Linked DNA regions of Bos taurus: region 1 is linked to region 2. The links are chromatin contacts, called in public Hi-C maps. All regions are on one chromosome and are shown on one strand. The core of a region is the stretch at or near the end of the contact, and the rest is flanking DNA. Distances in the headings are between cores, read along the strand shown. Region 1 holds the start of CD9 (CD9 molecule). Region 2 has its middle 29 kb from the start of PLEKHG6.

Region 1 (3,308 bases), core at 771-3,270, 75 kb after region 2:
TTTACTGTGAAGAAGTTGGACAGGATGACCTCGAAAGTCATTTCCAATTCTACACCCAACCGGTCCCAGAATGAGTCATCTCTGTTTCAGATGACACTGCCCATCAGCAGCACTGAGCCCAGGTGGGGGCAGCTCTGGACATGGGTGGGGTGGCAGACTGGAGGCTGCCGGAGAGGTCTTGGAGTCTCCCACCAGGCTCTGCCGGGCTCCTCTGTCCATGGCATTCTCTAGGCAAGAATACTGGAGTGGCTTGCCATGCCCTCCTCCTCCAGGGGATCTTCCCGACCCAGGGATCGAACTCATGTCTGTTGCATCTCCTGGACTGGCAGGGGGGTTTCTTTACCACTAGCGCCACCTGGGAAGCCAAGGAGTCACCAGGGGACTAGCAGGGGAGAGAAGGTGCTAGAGGAAAACTCCTTAAATGACTAGGGTGGGGCAAGGCGGGGCTAGCCCGCCTTCCACATTCTTTTCTGGTGCCTCTGTTGGGGTGAGGAGGAAGCCAGGCTGGCAGCCAGCTGGCTGGCTGCTGGGACTAGTGGGAACAGCAGGAGGGTCTCCCTAGAGCAGGCCCTGGGCTGGGCAGGGCACATCTATGCTCCACCTTCACTAGGGCAGGTGTTTGGTGTGATGACTTGAGCAAGGGCAGGTCCGTCTCATATCCCGTCAGCTCCAGGGAGAGGAGTAAATCTTGGGAGACTTTTCCCTGGGGCTCATGGGGAAACAGATCCGAGTGAATAAGTACAGTTTTGTTACAAGCCTCCTGTGGCATGCCCCTGCTTCTATAGCCATCTCTCTCTGGAGAGTGGCACAGGATCTGCCTTTCCAAATGCCTTCCTGATGGCAAAGGGGCAAACATCGTCCACCTGTGAGCGGGGGAAGTGGCCCTGAAATTAGGACACCAAGTCCCCTACCCCTTGCCTCGGTGTCTGGGTGGCCCCTTAATTCCCCTAGGGAGGGCTCCGAGGGGCCTCTCCCCTTCCCCGCTGCCCGCCTCAGGCTGCCGTAGGCTGAGAGGCTGCCAGTGGCCGGCAGCGGGAGTCTTGGAACTCCCAGGCCTGCGTCCTCCCCAGGTGACAGTCCGCTCCCGGTGGCCCCACCCGGCTTCTGGGTGGGCTGGCGAGGGAGGAGGTAGGGCGGCCACCTGATCCCTCCCGGAAATGGAGAAACACGGGACTCATCCCACACGGGCGCCGATAAGCATCGGCCCCAACTCTCCCCAACAGTCCCGGAGTTCTCTCCAGTCCAGATACTTATCGCCCTTTGGGGAAAAAGAAAATCAAGACAAGCTAGTCTTTCAGGTAGTTTTGAGGGAGCTCGGACTTTCTCACGCCGGGTCAGAATCAGTCTGAGAGCTCGGGGGTGCAGGAGGGACCCCGACTTTCATTCACGAATGGGGTCCCGGGACGCCGACACCCGCGGTCAGGGCGTCCCTTCCCCTCCCGTGCAAACGTGCCAACAGCTCTTGGCTGAGCGCCCCCGGAGAGACATTAGTCCCTTTTCGCGTCCGCATCCTTCCCCTCCTCGCGGCCCCGGATCGCACAGTCCGCCACAGCCCCCCACGATTAGGGCCTTAAGTCCCCAGCAGAGGGGTGCTCTGATTCTTCCTCTTGCTCGGAGGGGCTCGGGGTGGGAGCAGACACAACTCCACCCGCAGGTCATCAGGGCCGCGCGTCAGCCGCCCGCCTCGCTTCGGACGCGCCCCGGACCAACCCGTCCGCCCCGCCCGTCTCGGCTCGGGCCGAGGAGTTAGTTGGAGGCCGCAGCGCCGTCTCCTCCCCGCCAGGAGTCTTCCCCGCACAGGCTGGGCGGGTGCCCTGCAACCCCGATCGCGGACTGAGTGCGCCGGGCGGACAGGTGGCCCCCGAGAGGCGCGCGCGGCAGTCGCACTCACCCAGAAGATGAAGTTAAATCCGAAGAGCAGGTATTTGATGCACTTGGTGCCTCCTTTGACCGGCATGATGCGAGCTAGAGTGGTCTGGGTTGGACTGATGTGAAACGGGGCCGCGTGAGGCCGGGACGGGTGGGACCAGGCTGTGGACTGAGGTACGCGCGGCTGCGGCTGGCCTCGGGGCTGCACTTTTAAAAAGTGCCACTCCTCGGCCGCGCGCCGCCGCGGTGCGCATGTGCGGGGCCCCGCCCACGCCCCGCAGGCCCCGCCCCCGGCCCACCTGCCACGCCACGCCCAGGTCCCGGGGCCCGCGGCTCCTCCCGCCTCTGGCTCGGTGCTCCCCACCTAGTCGGCCGGACCTGACTTCCCGCCTTGGCTTCCCTTTCCTCCCAACCGTCCTGGGGTCTTTCCAGGCCGTCATCCCTGGCCGATTTCATCCTGGAATTATGTGAAGGCCTCACCCCTTTCGGTTCTCTCCTGGATTCTGCCCCTCCCGAGCCCTCTACCCTAGGGAGAACTTCCCCGGTGGGTGGTGAGGGCAGAGGCCCCTTACCTAAGATGGCCAGCAGAATGAGGGCTCTTCTTGCTTGGGGCCCGATTTGAAGAGAAACTGTTTCTGTCTCCCTGGGGCGGCTCCTTGCACACTTTCACTCTGAAGCACACTCTTCACTCGGCACACGGAGGCTTGCCTTCCGGATGGGAGGATCAGTAGGGGCTTATGGAAGTAATCCTGAAACACCATCAATGAATAGTAATAGGTCTGAGAGCTGGACACTGTGGGATTGCTTCCTGGATTTGTGGTTCAGATGCCCCAAAGAAGAGAAGGGCTGTAGCCTGGCTTCTGTTCTTGCCTCTTCTCTTCATCACCCTCCTTCTTGCCCTTGACACTGCCCACTGCCACATCTTTGAGCTCCTGTGCCAGAGTTCTTAGGGTGTTTCTCCTCTGCTCCAACATGTCCAGCAAATGACAAATGTTGGCTAGGATGTGGAGAAAAGGGAACCCTGCTAGATGGTTGTGCTGTGCTTAGGTCGCTCAGTTGTATCCAACTCTTTTCGACCCCATGGACTGCAGCCCACTAGGCGCCTCTGTCCATGGGATTATCCGGGCAAGAATACTGGCATGGGTTGCCATGCTCTCCTCCAGGGGATCTTCCCAACCCAGGGATTGAACCCAGGTGTCCCGCATTGCAGGCAGATTCTTTACCATCTGAGCCACCGGGGAAGCCCCCAAAACTGTTGAGGGGGAATACAAATTGATACAACCACTATGGAAAGCAGTATGGAGGTTCTTTAAAAAATTAAAAATATAACTACACAGCAATTCCACTCCTGGGTATTTGTCCAAAGAAAATGAAAACACTACTTGGAAATACATTTGCACCCCTATGTTCATTGTAACATTATTTCTAGCAGCCAAGAT
Region 2 (3,474 bases), core at 360-2,859:
TGAACTGTGGTGTTGAAGAAGACTCTTGAGGGTCCATTGGACTGCAAGAAGATCCAACCAGTCCATCCTAAAGGAGATCAGTTCTGAATATTCATTGGAAGGACTGACGCTGAAGCTTAAACTCCAATACTTTGGCTACCTGATGTAAAGAACTGACTCATTTGAAAAGACCCTGATGCTGGGAAAGATTGAGGGCAGGAGGAGAAGGGGCGACAGAAGATGAGATGGCTGGATGGCATCACCGACTCAGTGGATATCAGTTCAGTTCAGCCGCTCAGTCGTGTCCGACTCTTTGCGACCCCATGAATTGCAGCACTCCAGGCCTCCCTGTCCATCACCAACTCCTGGAGTTCACTCAAACTCACGTCCATCGAGTCAGTGATGCCATCCAGTCATCTCATCCTCTGTTGTCCCCTTCTCCTTCTGCCCCCAATTCCTCCCAGCATCAGAGCATTTTCCAATGAGTCAACTCTTTGCATGAGGTGGCCAAAGTATTGGAGTTTCAGTTTTAGCATCAGTCCTTCCAAAGAATACCCAGGACTGATCTCCTTTAGAATGGACTGATTGGATCTCCTTGCAGTCCAAGGGACTCTCAAGAGTCTTCTCCAACACCACAGTTCAAAAGAATCAATTCTTCGGCACTCAGCTTTCTTCACTGTCCAACTCTCACATCCATACCTGACTACTGGAAAAACCATAGCCTTGACTAGATGGACCTTTGTTGGCAAAGAAATGTCTCTGCTTTTGAATATGCTGTCTAGGTTGGTCATAACTTTCCTTCCAAGGAGTAAGCGTCTTTTAATTTCATGGCTGCAGTCACCATCTGCAGTGATTTTGGAGCCCCCCAAAATAAAGTCTGACACTGTTTCCACTGTTTCCCCATCTATTTCCCATGAAGTGATGGGACCAGATGCCATGATCTTCGTTTTCTGAATGTTGAGCTTTAAGCCAACTTTTTCACTCTCCTTTTTCACTTTCATCAAGAGGCTTTTGAGTTCCTCTTCACTTTCTGCCATAAGGGTGGTGTCATCTGCATATCTGGAGTTATTGGTATTTCTCCCGGCAATCTTGATTCCAGCTTGTGCTTCTTCCATCCCAGCGTTTCTCATGATGTACTCTGCATATAAGTTAAATAAGCAGGGTGACAATATACAGCCTTGACAGACTCCTTTTCCTACTTGGAACCAGTCTGTTGTTCCATGTCCAGTTCTAACTGTTGCTTCCTGACCTGCATATAGGTTTCTCAAGAGGCAGGTCAGGTGGTCTGGTATTCCCATGCATATAAGTTTGAGTAAATTCCGGGAGTTGGTGATGGACAGGGAGGCCTGGCGTGCTGCAGTCCATGGGGTCGCAAAGAGTGGACACGACTGAGCGGTTGAACTGAACTGAACTGGCACAGAGGGCTTCTGGTGGAGACGCCTAGGGTGAGGAGGGGCGGGGCAGGGGCTGGGAGTGGGCGGGGCGCAGAGCGCGGAGTGGGGCGCAGGGGCAGCAGGGCTTCCCGGTGGCCACGAGGGGGCGCCGCGGGGGCGGAGGGAGCGGGTCTCCGGGCGGGCGGGTGACTCACGGCGGCGGGAGGGAGGGAGGGAAGATGAGTCTGCCGCCCTCCGGCTTCCCTCTCCCGCCGCGCCCCGGCAGCCGCCCGGAACTGACCCTAGGGAGGGGCCCCGGGGGCGCCGCCCTGCAAGCGGCAGGGCCCGCGCCTCCCAGAAGCGGGGGCGCTCTGGGCCTGCCTCTGGTCGTCGTCTCCTTCGGGGCCGGGGCTTCGGGAGGAGACTCCGCTCGCGACCGGGGCTGATGATCCAGAGCGGCGGGCGCCAGCTTGGGAGCCGCAGAGGCGCTGCCCCCGGGCTCGGGGTGGGCGGTGGTATTGCCTGCGGGGCCGGAGGAGGGGGCTTCCCTGGGGAGCCGCTCCCGCCAGGCCGGTGGGGTCCGCTAGGATGCTCCAGGTGCGGTGGGCTGCAGGCGGCGGCGCAGAGAACCGGGTCACCCCGCCCTGCCGCCAAAGCCGCACGCAGTAAACCTGCCCTGTTCCTTGGCGCACAGGCTGTTTTCACCTCTTTAACCTGGTGCCCGATGCCCGGTGCCCGGAGAGGGTCTGACTCAGACCTTGGGAGTCAGAGCTACCCAAGACCTCGCGGAGCCTGGGCCGCGGCCTCGCGTGGGCGATCCAGCCCAGGCAGGGAGGTGATTTGTCCAAAGGCCCCAGAGGGGAGACCGAGCTCCTGAATCAGGACCTCCTACTCACCAGCCCGTGGAAAGTGCTTAAAACAGTTCCTGGCACCTAGTCAGCCATTATGTATAATAAATAATATATATGCCTAATAGCTCATCTTTGTGGGGTACTTGCTGTGTGCCCCTACGTGTTCTTCATGGATTGCTTGATTCTCACAACTGCACTAAGACATGAACACTATTCTTATCCTTATATGGGGGTTTGGGAAACATGCTCAGAGAAGTTAGGTAACTTGCCCAAGATCACACAGCTAGGAAGTAGTGTGTGGGAGTTAAATCCAGACCTCTTGAATTCAGAGGCTGTGTGCATGAGACTGACTTCAAATATTGGTGAGGTGCAGGTGTTAACACAAAAATTAACTAGTCGATCTAAGAAAGAAATGGGAGATTTTTATTGGCGCCAAACTGCAGGGTTATAACCTGAGAACAGCCTCTCAGAAAGCTTTGAGAACTGTTTGCCCTGTTAGGGGCTTCCCTGGTGGCTCAGATGGTAAAGAGTCTGCATGTAATGTGGGAGACCTGGGTTCAATTCCTGGGTGGAGAAGATCCCCTGGAGAAGCAAATGGCAACCCTCTCCAGTACTCTTGCCTGGAAAATCCCATGGACAGGAGACCTGGTAGGCTCTAGTCCGTGGGCTGCAAAGAGTTGGACACAACTGAGCGACTTCACTTCACTTGGCCTGTTAGAGGTCAACACGTGGTTGTGTAACAAGGTTTGAGAGAGGGGGCTGCACATTAAATGACAGGTTATTGACAGTTTACATGATCCAGATCCACAGGCGCAAAGCACAGTCATGGATTATCATCTTACAAGATTAAGAAAGAAGTTTATCTCTTATGGAATTGCGACCCTTTATGAGATTAAGAAAGATCATGATCGAAGAGGAGGTTGGGTTAATGCAGAGACATCACACATGTACACACACACACATATGCAAAGAGGGGAGGAAGGAACCGAAAAGGACAAAGAAAAAATTAATGTTTGAATTATGACTTACCTTAGAATTTGAATTTTATTTCATCGCAGGACTATGCTGCAGGTGGTTTGCTTCTCAGGGTGTCTGAAGAGCAATAGTGTTAAGCTGAGAGCTAGCTAGATACTAAGGGTGGGGGTCTGGTGAGCTCTGTCCCTCCAACCAGGGCCCAAGTTCTGCAGGTTCCCAGGTGCCACAGGACAGAAGAGAAGCACTGGGCATCATCTCATCTGGTCACTGGCTAGCCCTCTGCTCCCTGGTCTCCG

Evidence for each region. A called contact is a pair of places that touch in the nucleus more often than the background predicts.
Region 1: a contact with region 2 is called in a Hi-C map of an unstated tissue, with 2.7 times the contacts expected there. A contact is called at or near these places in 3 of 11 Hi-C or Micro-C datasets (4-cell embryo, blastocyst and an unstated tissue).

What each region holds. Positions count from the first base shown.
Region 1 is chr5:104,157,265-104,160,572 of ARS-UCD2.0, forward strand. It overlaps CD9 (CD9 molecule), which reads right to left and starts at 2,021. Exons shown (of 8, transcript NM_173900.2): 1 at 1,892-2,021. The coding sequence starts at 1,957. LOC101906999 (a long non-coding RNA gene) reads left to right here and starts at 2,132. Exons shown (of 2, transcript XR_806922.4): 1 at 2,132-3,308.
Region 2 is chr5:104,082,317-104,085,790 of ARS-UCD2.0, forward strand. No RefSeq gene overlaps it. Among named protein-coding and RNA genes, the nearest start is that of PLEKHG6, 29 kb to the left of the region's middle.